Linked DNA regions of Mus musculus: all the other regions are linked to region 1. A link is a contact called in public promoter capture Hi-C data. All regions are on one chromosome and are shown on one strand. The core of a region is the stretch at or near the end of the contact, and the rest is flanking DNA. Distances in the headings are between cores, read along the strand shown. Region 1 holds the start of AV039307 (expressed sequence AV039307). Region 2 holds the start of Zfyve19 (zinc finger, FYVE domain containing 19). Region 3 holds the start of Rtf1 (RTF1, Paf1/RNA polymerase II complex component). Region 4 holds the start of Itpka (inositol 1,4,5-trisphosphate 3-kinase A). Region 5 holds the start of Oip5os1 (Opa interacting protein 5, opposite strand 1). Region 6 holds the start of Eif3j1 (eukaryotic translation initiation factor 3, subunit J1).

Region 1 (3,456 bases), core at 753-3,252:
ATTCAGTGTATTGTTTATTTCATGCTGGAGCAAAGGGGAAAATAACTATTGTAAAGTGAATTATGTCTTATATGAAGTCTACCTGGTATAAAACTGAATCTTACTGACTACTTTGTAAGATTTTTCTTAAGTCTGAGTTTTGTTCCTTCATGTATCCAGAGTATCCGCACACCTGAGTCAGTCTTCTATTTCACCTTTATTTCCCCAAATCTCTTTTCTTTTCTTTTTTTATTTTAAAGCAGGGTTTCTCTGTGTAGCCCTGGTTGTCCTGGAACTCTCTCTGTAGACCAGGGTGACCTCAAACTCACAGAGAAACGCCTGCCTCTGTCTCCTGAGTGCTGGGACTAAAGGTGTGCACCATCACTGCCTATTTTCCCAAATCTTTCTGTATTAGTAGTTATCGCCACACAATCAACCAGTGTTGAAGATAATAGTAAACATTTATTTTTGATACTGCAGATTAAACCTTAAACATTTATTGTATCATATTTTTGTGGGGCTGAATGTGGGGAATGGCTTAGCTAGCTGATTCCGGCTTGGCTTATTTTACAAGGTGATTGTCAAGATGCCAGCTGGAAGCTGTAATTGCAGCATGCCCAAGACTGAGGCAGGAAGATCAAAAAACTGAGGCTATTCAGGGCTTCATGGGGGCTACAGCCTATCTTTAAAAGAAAACAATGAAGATTCCACAATGAAACCCATTTGTATCTTAACCTAATTTTTAAATTCTACCTGTTTTTGTAGCACATGTCTGTATTGAATAATGGGGGAAAAAAGCATTTTCCAACTTTCATCAATAGAAACAAAACAATCTGGCAACGCCTTCATGTTTGAATAGAACAAGATGACCTCACCATCAGTTGTCTTTTGTTTTGGTTTCTGTCCAAGAGTCTGCACATGACAGGCAGTAAGGATGTCTCCTGCTTGTAAAGGAATATAAAGAGGATGGTAGTTCCTTAACAGTAAGAACACTTTTGTCACCTAAGAAAATATTTGAAAGTAAAAGTGAACCTTTGAGCCGGGTGTGGTGGCGCACGCCTTTAATCCCAGCACTCGGGAAGCAGAGGCAGGCAGATTTCTGAGTTCGAGGCCAGCCTGGTCTACAGAGTGAGTTCCAGGACAGCCAGGGATATACAGAGAAACCTTGTCTCGAAAAACAAAAACAAAAACAAAAACAAAAACAAAAAGTGAACCTTTACAATTCATACCATTGCATCCTCTCTGTTCCTGGCAAACTCGTGGCAGTCATTGCAATTGTTAAGGAAAAAAGAACGTTGGGCATACAATATGGAATAGGTCCGCAGTTTGGTTTTGACATCAGTTTTGTGATCTTGGTAAAGTTTATTCTTAATTTTTAATGTCTATATAATGGATAGTAAAGAAAGAAGAGGGACTTACTCTTAGGTTTTGTTTTGTTTTTTTTCACCAAAGAGCTTGGCACATTCAACATGAAATACGTCTCCCATACAGCCTCGGTGTCCCACCCTTCATAGTTAGTCTTTGTGTGTCTTGAGCCACTCCTGCAAACTCCAAGCTTAGAGTCCCAGACTGGTCCACATGAAAGTTGTTCATTGTCTTTATCAAAAAGCCAATGAAATCTTTTTTCGTGGGTTGTGAATGGGCACTCCCTCGCCAGGCTGACATCTTTGTAACTCCTTTCTTTTCTCCCAATACCTTCGGGTTTCCCGGCCCTAGTTAGCAGCTTAGGTTAGGGGACAGCGCCCATTTCCCAGATCCTGGCAGCTCTAGGTCTGAGCAGGCGAGTAGACCTTAAGCAATGACCCGGCCTCACGATTCTCGACGCGACCGCCTCAGTGACAAAGCATTACCAATTTTCTTCCAAAGGGCCCAACTCTGTGGCCATAAGCACGCTGAGCTAGGAGAACACCTACTGAAGTCGGCTCTCAGAAGCACTGCGCCTTACATCTCTCCTCAGGACAGGCCGGCCGTTGCAGCGGAGGCTGGAACTACGAGTCCCAGAATTCCCAAGCACACGCGCACTGTCATTGTGATGCTCCTTTCCCGGTAACTCGCCCTCTCAGGCAAACCTGAAGATAGCGGCAATTCTCCGGTGGGGGGCGGAGACACTCTCGGCCCAATTCTCCGCCCCCTTCCTGATAGGCAATGGGACTAGCCAACCGACGCCACAGGCTGGGAACGTGCTCTCCAATCAGCACCCGCGGCGGAGAGGTGGGCGGTGCGCGCTGGCAGGGCGGGTGGGCTAGGCTGTGCGGCTTGCGGGGGGGAGAGTAACGTCGGGCCGGGTCAGCGGGCGCTGCAGTAGTCGCCGCAGCGGCGATGGGAGCGGTAGGGACGAGGAGGCGGCGGCGGCAGGAGGAGGAGGAGGAGCAGGGGCTGGCACGAGAGCAGCGGCCCGGGACAATCCGCAGCAATACCCGCAGCCGCTGCCGCCGCCTTTAGACGCGGACGGCATCCGAAGGGACCGCCGGCCGTCTAAGCCGCGCTCCGGTCCCGCCGCAGTGGGCGGCGGGGGATGGGCAGGCGGTGGCGGGCCCGCCTGCTGAGCGGTGACTCCTGCCGGTGCGGACCCTGAGCTAGACCCTCGTCCTCCGTCAGAGATCCTGCGTCCGCCGCGGCCCAGGTAGGACACACCCCCGAGCCCCAGGGCGTCTCCAAGAAGCTTCCCTGCGCCCGCCTCATCCCTCGTTCAGCTCAACCGAGGCGTGGAGGGGAGACTGCCCGAGACCCCTGGGTTTCTTATGCCCACGCCCTGAGGCGACGCCAGACCCAAATTGATCCTCATCCCACAGATCTTTCTGGTTCTGCCCCATTTCCCCGGAGGCTTTGGGTGCCTTCCCTGAACTTGGAGGTTCATGAAGCTGCTTCGTCTGTTTCTGTGGGTGACCCATATATCACTTGTACTCATGACTCTTCTGGCTACCAGGACCGAGCAGAGAGGAGTCTTTTGAAATTATGAGCGTTTCATTCTATCTTGCTTTTCCCACTGTAATGGAAGAGTGACGGGACTACCGAATCTCATTTGTGTGGTAACAAGGAAGGCCGGGACTTTGTAGTATTGAAGTAATGACCAGAGGGATTTGCTTTGACAAAGATGATGCTGTTGATACGCGGGGATGCCAAAAGAGGGACAAAAGAGCCTACATATACGCACTGTCGAGTCAGAGAAGTAAATAATCATGGGGATGCTAGGATACCTGATCCTTAAATGAAGTTCATTTTGTTTCAGTTGTGGCGCTGCCTTAGAGGTAAAAATGACATTGAGTTGTACTTTGCTTTGGATTAAAGTTGATAGGCTTCTCTCCCCTAGCTTTGGAAGCTGTCCTTTAACATTTAAAGAAGACAATTCTATTTTAACCTGTATATGATGGGAAGATGTTATTTAGTAGAATTGAATGTGTGTGAGAGAGTGTATTGTGAATGGACTCAAACTCTCAAATACAAGGAGGATTCAGGCTGTGTTTTGTTTCAGTGTTT
Region 2 (3,295 bases), core at 346-2,845, 1.6 Mb after region 1:
TTCCTTGTTTCCGGAGTCTTATTCAAATTAGATAAAACTTCAGGCAAAATTCACATGCTTTCTACCATTTTCAATTTCTTACCATGGGGGTGTAGTGCAAAGACAAACAAGGCCCAGTGTGTCAGGTCCCTGGCTTGTCAACAAAAAGAATCAGAGTTGGGTGCAGATCCCGTGCTTTCTCTGTTCTGGTAGAGATGGTGGGAGGTTCGCCTCAGGATAGGGTTGTAACAATAGCTTCAATTATTAAGTACTTAGTGTGTGCCAGGCACTAAGCCTGCACCTTAAAATTCATCATTTGTTATAACCATCATCACTTACATACGTCATCATATTTGATCCTGATGCCCACCAGTATTATCTCTATTTTAACAGGGGCCAGTGAAATTACATGACCGTTCAATTAGATCATTCTTTGAATAAGACAGGGCAGCTGAAATTTGAACTCTGACACCAAAATTGATATGTAAGTGCTCCAATCCTATACACCATGAATTCGTCCCATTTACTTCCCTTGCAGCTCACAAGGGGAATGTGGTTGAGAAGAAGGCTTTTTCATTGTGCCCTGGGGAGAAAAGGGCAAGCTGTGGACGGGGCAGGTTTCAGAACAGAGAGCAACCGGCATGCATGGGATGACTTTAAAGACAGAGATGGAGAGAAGGGGAGTGGATAGAATGTAGGTGGAGATTTAAAAAAAAAGTGTAGCTTTTGGAAACTTTACAATTTCTAGGGTCTTTTCAGCTACAGCACCTCACCGAAGCTACTTTACATTTTCTTAATTTACATTATTTCTTTGTGAGTGTATGCGTGCAGACATATGCATATCATGGCATGTGTGTGGAGATCAGAGAATAACTTTCAGGAGTTCTCTCCTTCCACCATGTGGGTCCTGGGGTTCGAACTAAGGTCATCGGGATTTGCAGGAAGTGCTTTTACCTCACTGAACCTCATCAGACCATCATCTTAACCCGGAAACGGGTGGGCATCCGACCCACTTTACAGAGAGGTTAACCGGGTTACTTCATCAAAACCACACAACTGAAAAGAAGCCGTCAAACGGTCTTTAGCCTGCAACTCCCTTCCCTTCGCCCCGCGTCCTCCCTTGGCCCTTCGGCTTTCTGGGAGTACACTCGCCTCCTTCTTGAAGAGGGTGAACTTGACAGCACAGCCGTAGCACCTGCTCTCCATAGCAGTTCTCGGCGCTGCAGAATTGGTAGGTTAGCCTCTCACCAGCGCAGGGTAGGCCTCTCAGACCCTCAGGTTGTGCAGCCCAGTCCCACACGCCCATCGGCGCTGTCCAGGGGCGGCCCAGCGCGGAGAATTCTGACTTTGCACTCACCAAGGCGGGGCGGCAGCGGAGTGGGGCATGCTGGGAGTCGTAGTTCATTCTCCGCAGCGCGCTCCTCCACAGCCAGTCAGACGAGAATCGGAAGGCATCATCCCAGGAGGCTTAGCGCGCTTTTGGGCCGGCTCGGAGCGAGTAAGCCCCGCGCCCACGCACACGCTCAGACTCCTGGGAGTTGTAGTATCAATTCAAGTTTGGACTAGAACCATGGCGGTGACCAAAGAGCTCTTACAAATGGATCTGTACGCGCTGCTCGGCATTGAGGAGAAGGCGGCAGACAAAGAGGTGAGAACTTGATAGGCAAAGCAGTTCTTCGGTCCTCGCGTCAGGGCGCGCGCCTGGCTCCGGCTTTCTATGCTCCGCCCTATCCTGGACCCGGAGCGAGGGACGGCCAATGACTAAAAAGGGGGCCTCCGGGCACTTCCTGAAAGGCTTGAGGACTGGGTTAGGGAGGGAGGCATTGAGAACTCTGAACTGTGTGACCGTGCTGTCCCTTCTGCCACACTGTTTGGAGGCCGGTTGAACCTGAGAGCCCAGGCCTGCTTTTTTGCGCCTGCGCAGCATCAGTTTGTACGCTGAACGTTTTACCTGTCTGTCTGGAGGTGTTTGGTTTTAGTCTGTTTTAACTTCAGGGGGATCCTAGGAAGAAAAGTCTCTAGGCTCTAACTCCTCCCCTCAGCCCCTCTTCTTTTTCTGGATTTGACGTTGAGGCCTAGAACCTAGAGGCCTCAGTTTTCTTTTCCTCTTTTTAAGTATCAGATGTTCCAATGTTGTCAGTGCGTGCTGCTTAGCGGGTTAAACAAGAGGATCAGAAGGTTAAAGCAGGTGGTGTGGGGGTCCACTTATCTCAAGTGCTGTACTTAAGGTTTCTGTTATTTACTCTTAGATTGTGGTGGCAATAGTGACAGTACACGCAGGGGAGTTCATTGGATAAAAAGTAATGCCCACCGGGCTGGGCATAGTGATCCAAGCCTGTAATGCACTTGGGCGCTGGAGGGAGGAGAATCAGGAATTTAAGGTCAACTTCAGTTTCTTGTGGAGTTTAAGGTCAGCTGTCTTAACGTGTTTAAGGTGGGGGGGGGGAAGAGATCCTTTTTATTTATTTATTTTTTCGAGACAGGGTTTCTCTGTATAGCCCTGGCAGTCCTGGAACTCACTTTATAGACCAGGCTGGCCTCGAACTCAGAAATCCGCCTGCCTCTGCCTCCCCAGTACTGGGATTAAAGGCATGCACCACCACCGCCCAGCAAGAGATCTTATCAATGCTCTTATACTTCTGGACTGCTTGTCCAATGCTTGAGTGTCAGAAAGAGTGCTCTGGGGCAGAAAATCAGGGTGATTGGATTCTTCAGTAAAGTTGTGGTCATCCTGCTCAGAAAGCTTCCTGAAGATTTGGCTGAAGTCAAAAATGGATGTAGAAATAAATACTCGTAAAGCACAGGCTTTCTCTTTGCAGCCCTGGCTGTCCTGGAACTCACTCTGTAGACCAGGCTGACCTGGAACTCAGAAATCCACCTGCCTCTGCCTCCCAAGTGCTGGGATTAAAGGTGTGCGCCACCAATGCCCGGCTCTCTCTCTCGCTCTCTCTCTCTCTCTCTCTCTCTCTCTCTCTCTCTCTCTCTCTCTCTCTCTCTCTCTCTCTCTCTCTCTCTCGAAGAAAAGTTGATGTAGCCCTGGCTGTCTTGGAACTTTCTATGTAGATCAGGCTAGTTTTTCCGAACTCACAGCGATAAATCTGCCTCCCAAATGTTAGGATGCCCCGTGCCCTGCTTTTGGGATCCAGGCTTTTTACCTGAATGCTTAGGATCCAAATTCAAATCCTCTGCTTACAGAACAGGCACATTACAGACTGGGCCAGCTCTCCAACCCCAAATCATAATCCTCACCACCACCACCTGCTGCTTCTTCCTCCTTCTCCTCCTCTTCTTCCTCCACCACCTCCTCCTCTTTCTA
Region 3 (3,666 bases), core at 387-2,886, 1.2 Mb after region 1:
TTTTATTCCTTTCTTAAGGCAGGTGTGGTGACCCATGTCTGTAACCCCCTGTACTTAAGAGGACAAGGTAGGAGAACTGGTTTAATTCAATGATAGACCAGGCTATAGTTTGAGATCCTGTGTCAAAAGGTAATGTGTGTGTGCGCATCTTGTTCTTTAAACCTTACAAGTTCTTCCCTCATAAGAGCCCTCCCTTTTCTTTCTTTTGTTTTTGAGGTGTTTGTTTGAGACAGGGTTTCTCTGTCCTGGACTCATTTTGTAGACCAGGCAAGCCCTCCCTTTTCAAGTCCTAATTAAACCTGAGACCTCTAGTCTATTACTAAGGACTCCCAAGAAGCCTTTTATACAAATACTTTGTAGTTTATACCAACATTTTTTATTATAAACATTTGTTTTATGCAACTGTCCAATTCAATACATGAGGCTGATATTATATGTCCATTTTACAGTGGAAACCAAAGGTAAATGGCTAGAAAGAAATTAGGAATCAGAATTACAGATTCTGAGTTTAGTACTCAATCTACTCCATTTATAAAGCTTCCTACCCTTCCTTTATGTCATTTACTCATGAAACATGGAGGAAATCATCTCCTGATACCATCAGAGTACTACTACACAAACAGCTTCCTCCCTGCAGTGTTTTTTTAAAGTACAGAAGCAATGCCGGGTACTCCAAGACGCTAAAGCCACAAGTTACTTTCAGTACTTCTCAGATCTTCAAGTGAAAAAGAATTCTATGCTGCTGCATAAAAGAGGCTGAGCGCTTGGAACACAGTCTCTCTCTGCTGCCCTACAATTCAAACTTCCAGTTATCTGCCCTCTCTCCTCCTCCAAAGAGTTTTTTGTCAGACATCCCAACGAGAACCCATTTCGACCGTAAATGATCATAGTCTCCCCCCCACCCCAAGCACCACGAAAGCTCTTCGGGACATGTATGGGTGTCTCTCCTATGTCCACATGCCTGGTCTGAAAAACTTCACCTTCCAGAGTCCACACCTTCTAGACAAATTTTCCCTCCCACCGCCCCATGCTCACCCTTGCACCTCCTCCAAAATCTCTCAGCCATTGGGGTTGGCGGGCGATACTTCCTATCTCGCCCAGCCCGAATCTCCCTGCCTGCAGTCATGACGTCCCGATCCGGCCCAAGCAGACAGCGGCCCCCTTCAGTACCCCAAACCCCGAGGCCCATCAGCCCAATTCCCTGCCCCGCCTCCCGGCCCAAGGCGCCAAGTCCTCGGGGCTCTGTCTCCAGGCCTGGCCCGGGCTCCAAGGGCCTAAGATTCAGCGGGGAGACAGGAAGGGACTACAGTAGCGGGACGGACACCAGGCTGGCCGGGCGCTCGGGCCGGGCGACTCCCAGCTCCCGTGGCCAGGACTGAGCCCTCCCGCTCTGCCGGCCCGCGCCTCCGCGGCCTGCCCTCACCTGATCCAGGTTCTCGTCACTGCCGCTGTCTTCCGTATCCGAGTCGATCACGACACGGCCTTTCCGCTTCTTTACCATGGTGGTCCCCCGGCTTCCACGCCGGACGCCGCCCTGACTCCCCTCTTGCCCGCCTGCCAGTGGGACCGCCACTGCCGCCGCCGCCACCGCCGCCGCCACCGCCGCCGCTCGACCCACACAAAGGCGACCGCGCATGCGCGCTCCGCTCCGCCCCTAGCCCCGCCCCCCGCCTGGCGCACGCCGTTCGCCGGCGCCTGGCGCCCCGCCCCGCCCCACCTCCGACGCAGCGCGAGGGGCGGAGCCACGCGCCCGAGGGTTCCGGACCAACGCTCCCTGATCTAGCTGTCCGGAAGCTTCTGCAGTGTTGGAGTTGTAGGCTGCCCAGGAGTTCCCTACTTGAAGCGAATTTGAGCCTCCGGACCAGGGTCCACTCTGAGGAAACTCATCCATCTCCAGCCCTGGAATGCGGCCTCAGGGACCACCCGCATAGTCGACAGCCCCTGGAAATTGCTGAGAGCTTGGGTGGAGGAGCCAGAGTCCGCCTGCCTGGGCTGTTATTAGTGACAGCCTAAATGCGACCCAAAAACTAGGGAAGACTATTCCAGCGATAATCGGAGAACTCAGATTCATTGTAGGGAAGGACCAGGTGTCGGGGTGTGGGATGAGCAGAGAGGTGGCCCGGGAAGAAAGCAGTAATTTAATGAGCTATGCTAAGTAGTTTCAAACTCGCTTGAGTGTCCTGGGTCTTTGGTAAGGAACGACAGTGACTTCAACACTGGAAGAGAATGAGAATAGAGAAATAGATGGGTTCTGAATTATTTGCTAGTTGGGGCGCAGAGGAGGCAGAGGTTTCAGATTCTGATTTAGGAAGATGAGTGTGAGCTTTGTCAAGAAAATATGACAGAGGTTTGGAAGGGAAGAGGGCTGTATAGGAAATGTTTTATGTCGTTGAATTTGAAGTCATCTGACAAAAAGGTCAACGCTGGGAATGCATTTTTATATATTATTTATGTGCAGCAGGGTTTATATTAGGGAGTATTAACAGTTACAATTTGAAGTTGTTCTCAAGTCTTAGAACGCACTGGTTCACTCATTCTGATAGACAACTTTAGAATTCAAATCTTTCTCGACTAAGTTGATGAGGTCTTGCTTTCTTACTATCCCACTTTGACTCTCTAAGTTATTTTTCTCAGCTCAACTACAGTACACATCACATCCCTTGCCAGGTGTGGTAATTATAAACCCATATTTTTAGATACTTGGAAGGTTAAGACAGGAAGAACATAAGGAACACAAGTTCAAGGCCTGCCTAAGTCTGCATAATGAGTCCAAGGCTAAGACCCTGTCTTAGTCGATCAATCAATATATAAATAAATACCAGGCAATGGTGGCCCATGCCTTTAATCTCAGGACTTGAAAGGCAGAGGTGGGCAGATCTCTGCATTCCAGGCCAGCCTGTCTACAAATCAAGTTTCAGAACAGCAAGAGCTGTTGTACGTAGAAATCCTGTCTTGAAATGCAAGAGGAGGAAGAAGAAGGTGAAGGAGGAGGAGGAATAAGAAGAAATAAAGTATTGGATATAGCTCAGTAGTAGTGCTTACAAGCATATGTAAGGCTCTAGGTTTAATATTCATCATTAAAAGCAACAATAGCCGGGTAGTGGTGGCACATGCCTGTAATCCCAGCACTTGGGAGGCAAAGCCAGCTGGTCTACAGAGTGAGTTCCAAGACAGCCAGGGCTACACAGAGAAACCTTGTCTCAGAAAACCAAAGGAAAAAAAAAAAGCAATAACAAATGTTCATGCCTCAAAATAGTAACAGCCCCAGAAGAACTCATCAGTCTGAGGCAGAAGAATAACATATTAACAGTCGCTTAGACTACATAGCAAAACCCAGTCATTTGTGTGTAATGTGTGTATATATAATATATATGTATACCTAATATAATACCATCCATAGAGAGAAAACACTCTCTGCTATTAGCTACTTGAAGAGATGTTTAGAATTACATTGATGGAAACAAACTAAATAAGACCCAGGTACCATTTTACTCCAGAAGAGTTTTACCTAACAGAAAATACTAGACATCTGCTCCCCAGCAAATTCTCACATGAAGTCCATGGCCAAGATTATCTAAAAGGACCACAGAAACTCCTGAGTTTCTAGGCACCCTTAAGTCTGATGCCTCTGGTAAGGACCTTTTAAATGTATCATCTACCACAGGA
Region 4 (3,251 bases), core at 362-2,861, 1.1 Mb after region 1:
AAGGTGTCTAGGCAACCTGGGCGCGCGTCTTACTCTCGAAGTCGCCAGGACGCGGCCTTCAGGGCAGAGCGGGGCGTTCCCGGTTTTTTTCTCTCTCTCTTTCCACTCGAGGAACGCTTGCGTAAAATGCATCTAGAGCAACGCTGCACAGTCCACAGGCAGTTAGTTTAGTTATCTGGCCATGGTTAAAACAAGGGAGATTACTGACACAAGAGGATCGCAGGTTCAAGGCCCGAATAGGCTATAGACTGTGTTTCACTGTAACTTGGCAATTTAGTGTCAAGAAAAGAGGGCTAGGATGTAGCTCAGTGGTGGTTGTGCTTGCCTACTGTGTTTGAGGCCCTGAGTTCAACCTCCAGTCAAGGAGGGCCATACCACGAATAATGACTTCACCTCACACTGGCTGGTGATAGCTGCCGGTTAAATTGGCCCGGGAACATTCACATTGCCATACAGAGACTAGCAAGCTCTTGTCAGCCTCAGTTTACCTTTCCCAGGACACTTAGGAGCAGTAGGCCAGGGCGAGGAGGGGGGACGCAGCAGGTGGATCTTGGTTCCGCTCGGTTCTAGCCCTGCGCCCCTCCCTTCCCGCATCCACGCCTCGTGCGCGCGCGGGGAGCAGACGGCAGCGGCTCCGGAGCAGAGCCAGGAGCTCCGCTCCACTCCCACTCAAGAGAGGGAAACCGTGGCAACGGCGGGGGTGGGGCCGCGGCACCGAGAGGGGGAGGAGAGGGAAAAGCTCACGCGCCCCTTTTTCTCTCAGGGCTCCCGGGGCAAGGCTACCCCGCTCTGATCTCTCCAGCCCTACCTGACAGTTACCCAGGTACGCCAGCCGACCCGCCGGCTCCCGCTCCGTGGGTCGCGTACTCCTCAACCTCCTTTAGACGCCCAGGCACTCAGTTACCATCGCCTGCCTAGCCCCCGAAAAAGAACCAAGGCGAGAGGTCGTCCTGGGCTCCCTCTCCGCCCCCATGCCCCCTGTCCCCCGCTTGGGCTCTCGGCGGGGAACGCAAGCCGGTCAGAGCAGAGCAGAGAGCGGAGTCCCCGGCGCGCAGCCCCCGCTGGCCCCGCCCCCGCGGCCCGTACCTGCCCCACGTCCTCGCTGGTTTCCAGCTGCACGTTGCCGCGGCTCCTGCTCTCACTGTCGCTCAGCAGATCGTCCTCCGAGTCCTCGAGCAGCGACGAGGAGCCGGTGGAGGAGAGGGACGAGGTGGAGAGGCGGCGTGGCTGCTGCAGGTGCGACCCCGCAGCTGGGAGCCAGTTCCCCTCCTGGTCTGGCGGCCCTGGGCTGGCCGGGGTCACATCCTCCTCGCTTGTCACAGTGAGCTGAGGGATCACCGGGGCAGGGGCAGCACGCGGGAGCCCGTTGGGCACTTGTCCCCCACGCCGCTTGGCCCCGCGGGCCCGGGGCTCCCCTGCGGCTGCTGCAGCGGCGACTGCGGCGCAGCGCGCTTCGAAGAGCAGGCGCAGCTCCCCGACGCTCCGGCGCGGAGCCCTCTCCAGCCCGGGGCTGCAGGGCCCCGCGCCCCGTGGCCGCGCCATGCCCGTCGGGCGCCCGGGCAGGGTCATCTCCCGGCACCGGAGCCGCAGCCGAGCCCACCAGCCCGCGGCGCGGCGGGGACTGTAGACGCTCAGCGCCCCGGGCTTGGGACTGCCCCGGGGCGGAGCCTCGGCAACGCCCGCCCGGCCGCGCCCCGCCCCGGCCGCGCCCCCCGCCCACTCCTTTCACTTTCTGAGAAAGCGCGGGCCTCCGGGGGCCCTCGCTGCTGCAGGAGGCTTGCAGTGTCCCGAGTGTAACGTGGAAGTCCCAGGTCCGGCCCCCGCCTTATCTCTAGACCTGCCCTCAAGGTGGCAGAAGGGACCTGCCCCGCACCTGAGCCCAGTGCCCTCCCGCGGCTTTTGAGGGATTCCTTCAATGGGAACCAGAGGTCTTAATCTGCACAGGAAGAAGCTGTGCCCATTCTTTCACTCGCTTCCTCGGGCTCCTTTCCGTGTTCCAACCTTCCTGGTCAAAGTCTTTTGAGTCTCTGGGGCTTTTCTCTGGCCTGGGCCCCTTAATTCGGAGTTCAAGGCCGTCAGCCACCCAAGGAAGCCACACCTCAAGGAGTGTGCCCAACTAGAGTCTGTGGCCAGGGTCGAGCTGAGACTGCTCCCCACCCCCACCCCTCGAAGCTCTCCACTTCCCAGCGGGCAGAGAACAAGGTCAAGAGGCGGAGTCTGACTCTCTCCAAGTATCACAGCCGGTGGTGGCCTGCATTTCCACCGCCCCTCTCCAGCCCCCCACTAGCTGTTTCTTCTCCTCCTCCCCCTCCTGCCCCTTTGGAGCTTTGTGGTTTCAAAAGGAGTCCTTTCGCCTCTCTGAACTGCTGAATCTCCTTCGTCGCGGAGCTGCAGGGTTGCTCTGAGAGTAAAATTTTAGAGATGGGTGTTGAGTGCGTAGCTCAGCGGTAGAGCACTTGCGTAGTACGCGACTAGAACTGGATTCCATGCCCAGCATGAAAGGAACGAAAAAGTCTTGGTGCTCCAAAAATGCGAGTGTTTTTTAGTGTTGTAATAGACAGCCAGTGTCTCGGGCCACCCTATCTTGGCTCACTCCTTCTATCCATCTCCCTATCTGTAAACAGAAGAAAAACTTCACACGGCCTAGAGTTATGGCTGCATACTGAAAAGAGAACACCGATGTAGAAGTTCAGACACTGGAAATCCTTCTTGTCATCTCTGAATGGGTCTCTGGCCTCTGCTTGCAGGTGCTCAGCTGAACTTCAAGGCTACTGTGAGCAGAAGCCAGACTTGTCTGCCTTCCCCTAAAAGAATTGAGGGTCCTGTCATGGAACACCTAGAACAACAACCCTGGGATTGCTGGGGCAAGCCCAGGGTTAAGTATGAGACTTGCCTTTTCTCTCTTCAGCCAGAAGTTAAGAGGGAGGAGGAGAACCTTTCGCAAAGAGAGAAGATCTCTAGATGACTGACTGATAAAGGGAGAAGTTGGGGGGGGGTGTTTCCAGGGGCGGTGGCTGCTTGTAGCCATGGGATCTCCAACTGCATGCCAGAGTAATGGGGAGGCTTTGACAGCCCAGGTCATCACAGTGCCTGCAGCTGCCACTCAGCTTCTGTATAGATTTTGGAATTAAAAAAAAAAAAAAAAAAGGAGGAGGAGGAGGAGGTGTGTGGGAGGAATGAAAGCAAAAGAGAAAGGAAACCACAGTCTGAACACTTGCTTCCTCCTTGGAGAAGTGAAGAAACAGCATGGA
Region 5 (3,542 bases), core at 822-3,321, 1.3 Mb after region 1:
GGATGATTATCTCTATCTACTTACGTGCCAAGTCCTGAGTTCAGAATGTTGAGCTGAATATAAAAGCACCTAAGGTCAGGAAAATATTCATCTTGTGTGATATGGTTCCTAAAAATAAAAAGAACATAAAGATAAGTGTCTTGGCTTCTTTTTTATCACTGTGATAAAACACTATGTCCAAGGTAATTCTTAAAAAAAAGAAAACATTTTTTTACACTCACATCTCTAACAGCAAGCAGGAGGCAGAGGGAGACCTAGCAGGGCTGGCTCTGAGTCTTTGAACCCTCAAAGCCTGACGCCAGTGAAACACACCTTTAACAAGCCTAGACCTCCTAATTCTTTCCAAAAAGTTCCACCTACTGTGGCCCAAGTATTCAAACATACGAGCCTATGGGGGCATCTTCATTCAAACCAAAGCAAGGATCTACATATCCTTTACTGATACTACAGGTATTAAGTATACAAAGATATTCCAACCAATCTATTCTAAAAAAATTCACTCTCATAAGTATTCTAAAGGAATAATCATAATGTCACTTTCTGTACACCTCTAGTGGAATTAGTGTTTAAACAATAACATTTTTGGAGAAGTTCTGAAGCTTTATGCAACTCTGAGTTTATGATACTGTATATGATACTGTAGTCTCTCTGGAGGGGCGAGAAACTGTAACTCCGCAGAAAACCTCCCGTAATGTAGAGCTGTCTTTTAGTGGAAAGCAAACGACTTTCTCTTTTTTAAGATGAGGAAGGATGTTATATTCCCTTCCTCTGGCTCATACCTATTTTTTTCTACTTGTGGATCATATTAAAAAGAAAAACTACTTGTGCTAAAGGGGAGGGGTTTTGTTTTTTGGTTTTTTTTTCACCCCCTAAGCAAGTGCTTCCTGCTTCAGCTCTGCTAAGTCTAGGGCTAACAAAAACCATATAATCTATCACAAACATTCACTCACATTATGATTTTTCCATTTGAACTGGCTCTCACTAATATGCCAGTTTATTTCTGAAACAAGGTTTTGATAGATGTAAATTTCTGGCCCTGAGCACCAACACACGCAGCAAATGTCTCCCCGATCCAGAATTCAGAAGCAAAGACTTTCCGAGAATTTAGCTGAATACCAATAAAAGTAAGGGGGCTCCCAATTACAAAGAGATAAAATTAAATAAGAATCAAATATAAATATCTTGTTAGTACTACACTGTCACCAGTGTACACCAACTACACAAATGAGATTCCAGCAGTACTTCCAGAACTATAGTTCTAAAAAAACGAAAAGAAAAGCATCGTAAGCCGTTTCCCTTGATCCTGGGTAAGAAATCAACATAGGTGAATTCCACTGAGACCCGTTTGCCGAAACTAATGCGCCATAAGGGCATTATCAGGACGTCCAAGGACAAAGCTGCTTACTACGGTCATAAAAGTTTGGCAGGGGCGAGTATGAGGTAAAGGCTGCAAGAGTCTATCTGTAATACACATACTCAAATGAAAATACCAGAGGGAGCCTCTTACAGCAAATCTCAAGGTCAACGCGCCAGGGACACAAAATGCCCAGAGCTGCAACAGGCCTGTCAACCTCAACCGGTGACGCCTTCGGTAAAGGGTCAAACAATACAGAGATAGTCTTAGAAAAATAAAAGGGAGGTGCACACAGCGGCTTCCCGATACGGCCGGCGTACGTGCAACTCAGAGAACCAGGGCAAAGCACGCAGCGGCCAAAGCGAAGGGCGCAAGGAAGGGCGTGGAGCGCTGGTAAGGGAAGGACGCGGCCACATACCCGGAGGCGGCGGAGCCGACCGGACGCGGCTGCGAATGCAAAGCCCTGTCAGGCCCAGGCCTCGCCGGCTCCCTCATTAGGCTCGCCGCTACCCCGTCCCGAGTTGTGCCGCCCCACCGGCTGCTCGTCTCCCGATAGACAGACGGACTTCTCAGCTCACCTCACACGGTCCAGCACAAGTACTCCGCTTCTCACGGGAGGCCTGCCCCGGGCCCGCAGGCCAGCTGCCCGGGGCACGCCTCACTCCGCCATCTTCGCTCCTTCCCCTGTCCGCCAACCCAGGGGCGGAGGCGCGAAAGGCTCCGCCCCGCCTCCGAGTGATGATTGGACAGCACCTTGCTCGCGCGCTCTTTTTCCATCGCGGATTGGCTGGGAAGTACTTCAATCAATCCCTCTCTCTGGTTCTATTTTTTGTTGTTGGAGCTTAGTGCTCCAGTTGAAGTTAAGGAGGAAAAGGGTTGTTGTAATTCACTTGAGGAAAAACATTCCGCACGGAGGCAGTCTCACTTTTTAGTAAGATAGCACTACAAGGCCAAATGACTATTTTAAATTATCGTTACTGTAAAAATATACTGTTACTAGTAATTCCTCTCTTGGCTAAAGGATTTTTATACCCGGACTAACACTACACCCAGAGGAACAATTTCATGGTGTCAGTTCTTCTGACTTTGACCCACTTGAGAGAATGTTGCCTGCTGTTTAAAGGTCAATACAGTAGCGTAGTTTTCCTCACCTTAAAAGGGCCTGCCCGCTGCCTGAGAAAATGTTAAACTGCATTTGTTGTTTGTTCCAGTTGTAGGATTTAGAGATCCTTTAGCGGTATTTCCAGGAGAGGTAGTGAAGGCAATAGTGTGACTCTTCCAGGTGATGACACACGTTCTTCTGGATAAGCAGTGCTTCCTAAATGACGGGGTTATCACTAGGCCATTTATTAAATCCAAATTTCTATGCTTCCCTCTGTGATAAGGATGCTATGCCATACAAAGACAAAACACAGTTGTCTATTGAATCTATTGGCTAATAAAATAATAATAATAATAATAATTACATTATTCGTTATTATTATTAGAATGTTAGAACCTATTGAATAATAATAAATTCACAAGCTACATTGATTTATTGGCTGCAACTGGCCATCAGCCTTGATTTCCCTTTATAGCTGGGCTGGTGACAGAGACCTTGTGTATCCCAGGCTGGCCTCAAATTGCAATGTAACAGAATTACCACACTGGTTATGTCCTGAATCTCAAGTGAGCAACAATGTCCTCCATCCAAAGACAGGTTCTTTGAGTGTTAGCTACTATCAGATCACACATCACTGCACCGTATGTCTCTGTGTATGAATAGGCACACTGTATATCTGTATATACTTAGACTACAGAAGGCCTGCAAAGGATTACACAAACCTCTGTGTTCAGTGAGGTTTTACTACATCCAGACAGAGCTGATATAAATGGGAAAAGTCACCACAGTTAGATATTGATGAACTCATTTAGAAAGACACAGAGTATTGAAGCTAGCTGAGGGGTCCAGGTGAGTGTCAACGGAGGAATATGGTGAGGTGCAGGACTGAGTAGGGACAGACAGATGCACAGACAACAGTAATCCAAAGGAGCGATATCAAGCAATGAGGCCTGGGCTAAGCCGAAGGGCTGCCCAAAGAACCAGCAGAAACAGTCTTGTCCCTCCTCAACTCACTTAAGCAGGGGTTCAGGTGACACTGCAGGGCTGTTACCATCAAACCATGGTGCTATGTCTTTCCTATTTATA
Region 6 (3,404 bases), core at 448-2,947, 1.2 Mb before region 1:
TTACTGAAAGCTTTAAACAACCTTTTGGCATTTATTCCCGCCTCCTTTACTTTCCCCCCACTGTCCCCTGTTTTGTTTTAAACTTACTCCCATCTCTTGACTTTTTTTTTTTCCCAAGACTTATTTATTATTACATATAAGTACACTGTAGGAGGGCATCAGATTTCATTACAGATGGGTGGCTAGTGGTTACTGGGATTTGAACTCAGGACCTTCAGAAGAGCAGTCAGTGCTCTTAATCGCTGAGCCATCTCTCCAGCCCAACTTTAACTTCTTTAACTTTATAAGATGTCCTAACTTCTACTTCCTAGGAAAAGTGAAAAGTCAAAACTGAAAATCTGCCGTGATAGGATAATATAAGGTCGGTAACAAACCATGCCCAAGTGTATACATACAATAGATAAAGAAAGCACGTAAGTAGCCAGTCAACAGCACTATTATTAACTTCATTATTAACTTCAATGTACACAAAGATCACTTCATTCCTCAAATTCAGGCTGTCTGGTAAAGTAGACATACACTTCAGCAAAGTTCAGAGTAAAAATGAAAAATCCAAACAGTATATCTAAAGCTGTAAGATGAGCCCGTGAGAGTTTTTAAGAACAATAAAGGTGAATAGGACTCGAATTTACAATACAAAAAAAAAAAAAAACAAACAAACCACTGGCCCCTGGTCTACCACAACCACCAACTCTTTGGGGTTTTTTTCTAAGCCTGTCTGTCCCTGTGTAGATGAATAACTGTTAGCTCTGTTTTTCAGAGTTCACAGTTCTGTCCACTAACCCGATGGTTATCTCAGTGCTCTCAGTTCATCCTTCTTACCACAGGGTGGGGGAAGGGAGAGCTAAAAGTTGTTTTACTACTCCAATTCTAGTTTAGAAAATTCAATGTATTTTCTCCATCTAATCGCTCAAACGAGCTACCGGCCTTCACAATCATACCTAAGTTACTGACACATGGGAGAGCCGAACTAGGAAAAGCGGATCCACGACTTTCCATATGGGACAAACACTGAAACCGAGTTCCCGATCTGTTCGCCTAGTTTCGGTGAGAGGTTCTGGACTGCGAAGATAGCACGTGGGCCGACCGGACTGCTGCTGTCACTTCTCGTCTCCAGTTAGGTTCCAGGCCAGAGAGCCGACCCTCGGTGAAGGGCTGGGGCCCAGGCGGTCACCACCCTCCGCAGAGTCCGGCCGGACAAGCTGCCGCCTTGCTGCCCACATGGCCGTCCAGCCGAGGGAACCTCCGGGCCGAAGCTCACGCGGGACCCACGGCCCGCAGGCCCGGGCGGCGCCCCGGGGGCCCGATCTCCCCGCCCGCAGCCGGCGCCCACGGGCGTAGCCTGGCTCCCGGGCCCGAACCTACCTTCACGTCCTCGTCCTCGTCCTCGCCTTCCCAGCGGTCCCCGCCGGCCGTGCCGCCGCCCGCGACCTTCCGCACCGGGTCCTCCATAGAGAACGTGTCCGCGTCTACGGAAGAGAGCGAGTCGCGTTAGTACCCGCGTGGGAGCGGGGCCGCCACAGCCCGCATTTGGGCCGGAACTTCTGCTCACCCCAAGAGTCTGAGTCCCCCGCCGCCGCTGCCGCCGCCGCCGCCGCCGCCATCTCGAACCGGGGGTGAGCGTGTGCGATGGGAAGAGCTGCGAAGAGTTAGCGCGGCAGAGGTGAGTCACTGGGCTGGCTCTCGTTGGCCCGCGCAGGGCAGGCTGGGACAGTGGCTGACTGGGCGCCCGGCAGAGGCTCCGCCCCACGGGCGACGCGCGCGGCAGGGGCGGGGCGGGCGGGGTGGGGCGACGCTGGGCTGGGAGACGCGGACCAGCCTGGTCCCCCCAAGCCACACCCCTCACCCCCTCATCCCCCACCCCCCGCGAGAAGAGAAAGGAAGTGCGCACGCGTGAGTCGGGCGGTGCTCGGCTAGCGAGTGGGTCTTCTAGTGCTGGCTGATCGTGAGCCGGCAGCAGGCGAGCAGCGAGGAGGAAGTGGACAGGGCAGATATCCCGTGGCCTCCTAGCATTCGGGCACGGAGATGGAAGTATACTCCAAGTCTCCCTGGTTCTCCCTTCCGGTGATCACCCGAAGTCCTGCACGGTGATTGTTTTGGCGAAAACATTTCGGAGTTCCGTGGTCCGTCCCAGGCTTATTCTAGTTTGTCCTCAACACAGTAGCAAAATAGTTATGTAAACAGATTTCGACACAGTGCAGTGGCTGCAACAAAAAGAAGCATTATGAGGTTAGATGTTAAAAAGGTAGCATTAACGACGACGGAAGTTTCAGTTTTCTGCCCGCGGTAGGCACTGGTGAAGCTGGAGTTTGAGAAACCAAGTGACTTGTGCTCCGGTGCATTTCTGGTAGAGAGAAGGCTTGTGGTGCTCATCTGAGTGCATTCTAACAGGTAAACTGATAAAAAGAACCTAAAAGGAGCAAAATTCTCTCCCCCTTGGCACAGGGCTTCCCAGTAAGGACATTAAGAAGGAAGGAGCTAGTTTAGATATTGTCTGATTTTCCAATATATTCATTGTTTTTAAAGTTTTTTGTTTTGTTTTGCTTTGTTTTTAAGACAAGTTTCTCTCTGTAGCCTGGGCTGTCCTGGAACTCGCTCTGTGAACCAGGCTGGCTCCCAGGTGCTGGGATTAAAGGCATGAGCTTAGGTTTTAAGTCTTTAAAAAAAACAGACACACATCAGCCATTCTTAGTACTTTCCGTTTCTTGTGTATTTTTCGTCTACAAGTAAACATTTTATAAGGTGGTCTTTCAAGAAATGTTCTACCGCAATTTTTTTGTGTTTGTTTGTTTGTTTGTTTGTTTTCGAGACAGGATTTCTCTGTGTAGCCCTGGCTGTCCTGGAACTCACTCAGTAGACCAAGCTGGCCTCAAACTCAGAAATCAGCCTGCCTCTGCCTCCCGAGAGCTGGGATTAAAGGCGTGCGCCACCACGCTCAGCTGTTCGACAGCATTATTAAAATGAGAGATGACGCTCTATAAAAGAAAGCATCCGCCCAGCGTGGTGGCACACGTGGTGGCCAGCCTGGTCTACAGAGTGCCAGGACAGCCAGGGCTACACAGAGAAGTCCTGTCTCAAAAAACCAAAAAAAAAAAAAAAAAAAATCCATTTATGATTTTACAAAGTACCTAGTACATAAGTATAGGATAAAACCAAGAGCCTCTGCCTTCCTTGCATTACCACTGAGCTATGCGATTTCCAACTCGAATGAATTAATTCTGCAAGGATAACTCAAGCCCAAATTAAGCCAGTGACAATGGAGAGGAAGGAACCAGTCTGAAAACTATTTTAAGGTCAAAGGCAACAGAATGGCTAATTCTATTTATCAGCTTGACTAGACTGTGGTACCTATGTCCCCTAGCTTTTAGTCAAATACCAGTCTAATCGCTGTGAATGTTAGATGT

What was found. Promoter capture Hi-C pulls out the DNA fragments that hold promoters and counts their contacts. Capture Hi-C pulls out chosen DNA fragments and counts their contacts.
Region 2: a contact with region 1 is called in a promoter capture Hi-C map of liver, with 3 times the contacts expected there. The contact joins the promoter of Zfyve19 here to the promoter of AV039307 in region 1. A contact is called at or near these places in 3 of 39 promoter capture datasets (liver and pre-B cells), 1 of 484 Hi-C or Micro-C datasets (B cells) and 1 of 9 other capture datasets (liver).
Region 3: a contact with region 1 is called in a promoter capture Hi-C map of pre-B cells, with 2.5 times the contacts expected there. The contact joins the promoter of Rtf1 here to the promoter of AV039307 in region 1. A contact is called at or near these places in 4 of 39 promoter capture datasets (cranial neural crest, liver and pre-B cells) and 3 of 115 datasets of contacts at active chromatin or transcription factors (astrocytes, kidney and pro-B cells).
Region 4: a contact with region 1 is called in a promoter capture Hi-C map of hippocampal neurons, with 3 times the contacts expected there. The contact joins the promoter of Itpka here to the promoter of AV039307 in region 1. A contact is called at or near these places in 3 of 39 promoter capture datasets (hippocampal neurons and liver) and 2 of 115 datasets of contacts at active chromatin or transcription factors (astrocytes and pancreatic cancer cells).
Region 5: a contact with region 1 is called in a promoter capture Hi-C map of liver, with 5 times the contacts expected there. The contact joins the promoter of Oip5os1 here to the promoter of AV039307 in region 1. A contact is called at or near these places in 2 of 39 promoter capture datasets (liver and pre-B cells).
Region 6: a promoter capture Hi-C map of liver shows a contact between it and region 1, with 3 times the contacts expected there. The contact joins the promoter of Eif3j1 here to the promoter of AV039307 in region 1. A contact is called at or near these places in 3 of 39 promoter capture datasets (liver and pre-B cells).

What each region holds. Positions count from the first base shown.
Region 1 is chr2:120,849,202-120,852,657 of GRCm38.p6, reverse strand. AV039307 (expressed sequence AV039307) reads right to left here and starts at 2,002. Exons shown (of 4, transcript NR_038350.1): 1 at 1,893-2,002. It overlaps Ttbk2 (tau tubulin kinase 2), which reads left to right and starts at 2,240. Exons shown (of 16, transcript NM_001024856.2): 1 at 2,240-2,602.
Region 2 is chr2:119,207,020-119,210,314 of GRCm38.p6, reverse strand. It overlaps Zfyve19 (zinc finger, FYVE domain containing 19), which reads right to left and starts at 1,595. Exons shown (of 11, transcript NM_028054.3): 1 at 1,132-1,595. The coding sequence starts at 1,185. It overlaps Dnajc17 (DnaJ heat shock protein family (Hsp40) member C17), which reads left to right and starts at 1,520. Exons shown (of 11, transcript NM_139139.2): 1 at 1,520-1,627. The coding sequence starts at 1,550.
Region 3 is chr2:119,673,038-119,676,703 of GRCm38.p6, reverse strand. Rtf1 (RTF1, Paf1/RNA polymerase II complex component) reads right to left here and starts at 1,636. Exons shown (of 18, transcript NM_030112.2): 1 at 1,424-1,636. The coding sequence starts at 1,636.
Region 4 is chr2:119,740,697-119,743,947 of GRCm38.p6, reverse strand. It overlaps Itpka (inositol 1,4,5-trisphosphate 3-kinase A), which reads right to left and starts at 1,611. Exons shown (of 7, transcript NM_146125.2): 1 at 1,087-1,611. The coding sequence starts at 1,569. It overlaps Gm25857 (a small nucleolar RNA gene), which reads left to right and starts at 2,992; the gene lies at 2,992-3,120.
Region 5 is chr2:119,592,825-119,596,366 of GRCm38.p6, reverse strand. Oip5os1 (Opa interacting protein 5, opposite strand 1) reads right to left here and starts at 2,071. Exons shown (of 3, transcript NR_027832.1): 1 at 1,933-2,071; 2 at 25-108.
Region 6 is chr2:122,026,873-122,030,276 of GRCm38.p6, reverse strand. Eif3j1 (eukaryotic translation initiation factor 3, subunit J1) reads right to left here and starts at 1,697. Exons shown (of 8, transcript NM_144545.4): 1 at 1,553-1,697; 2 at 1,366-1,469. The coding sequence starts at 1,604.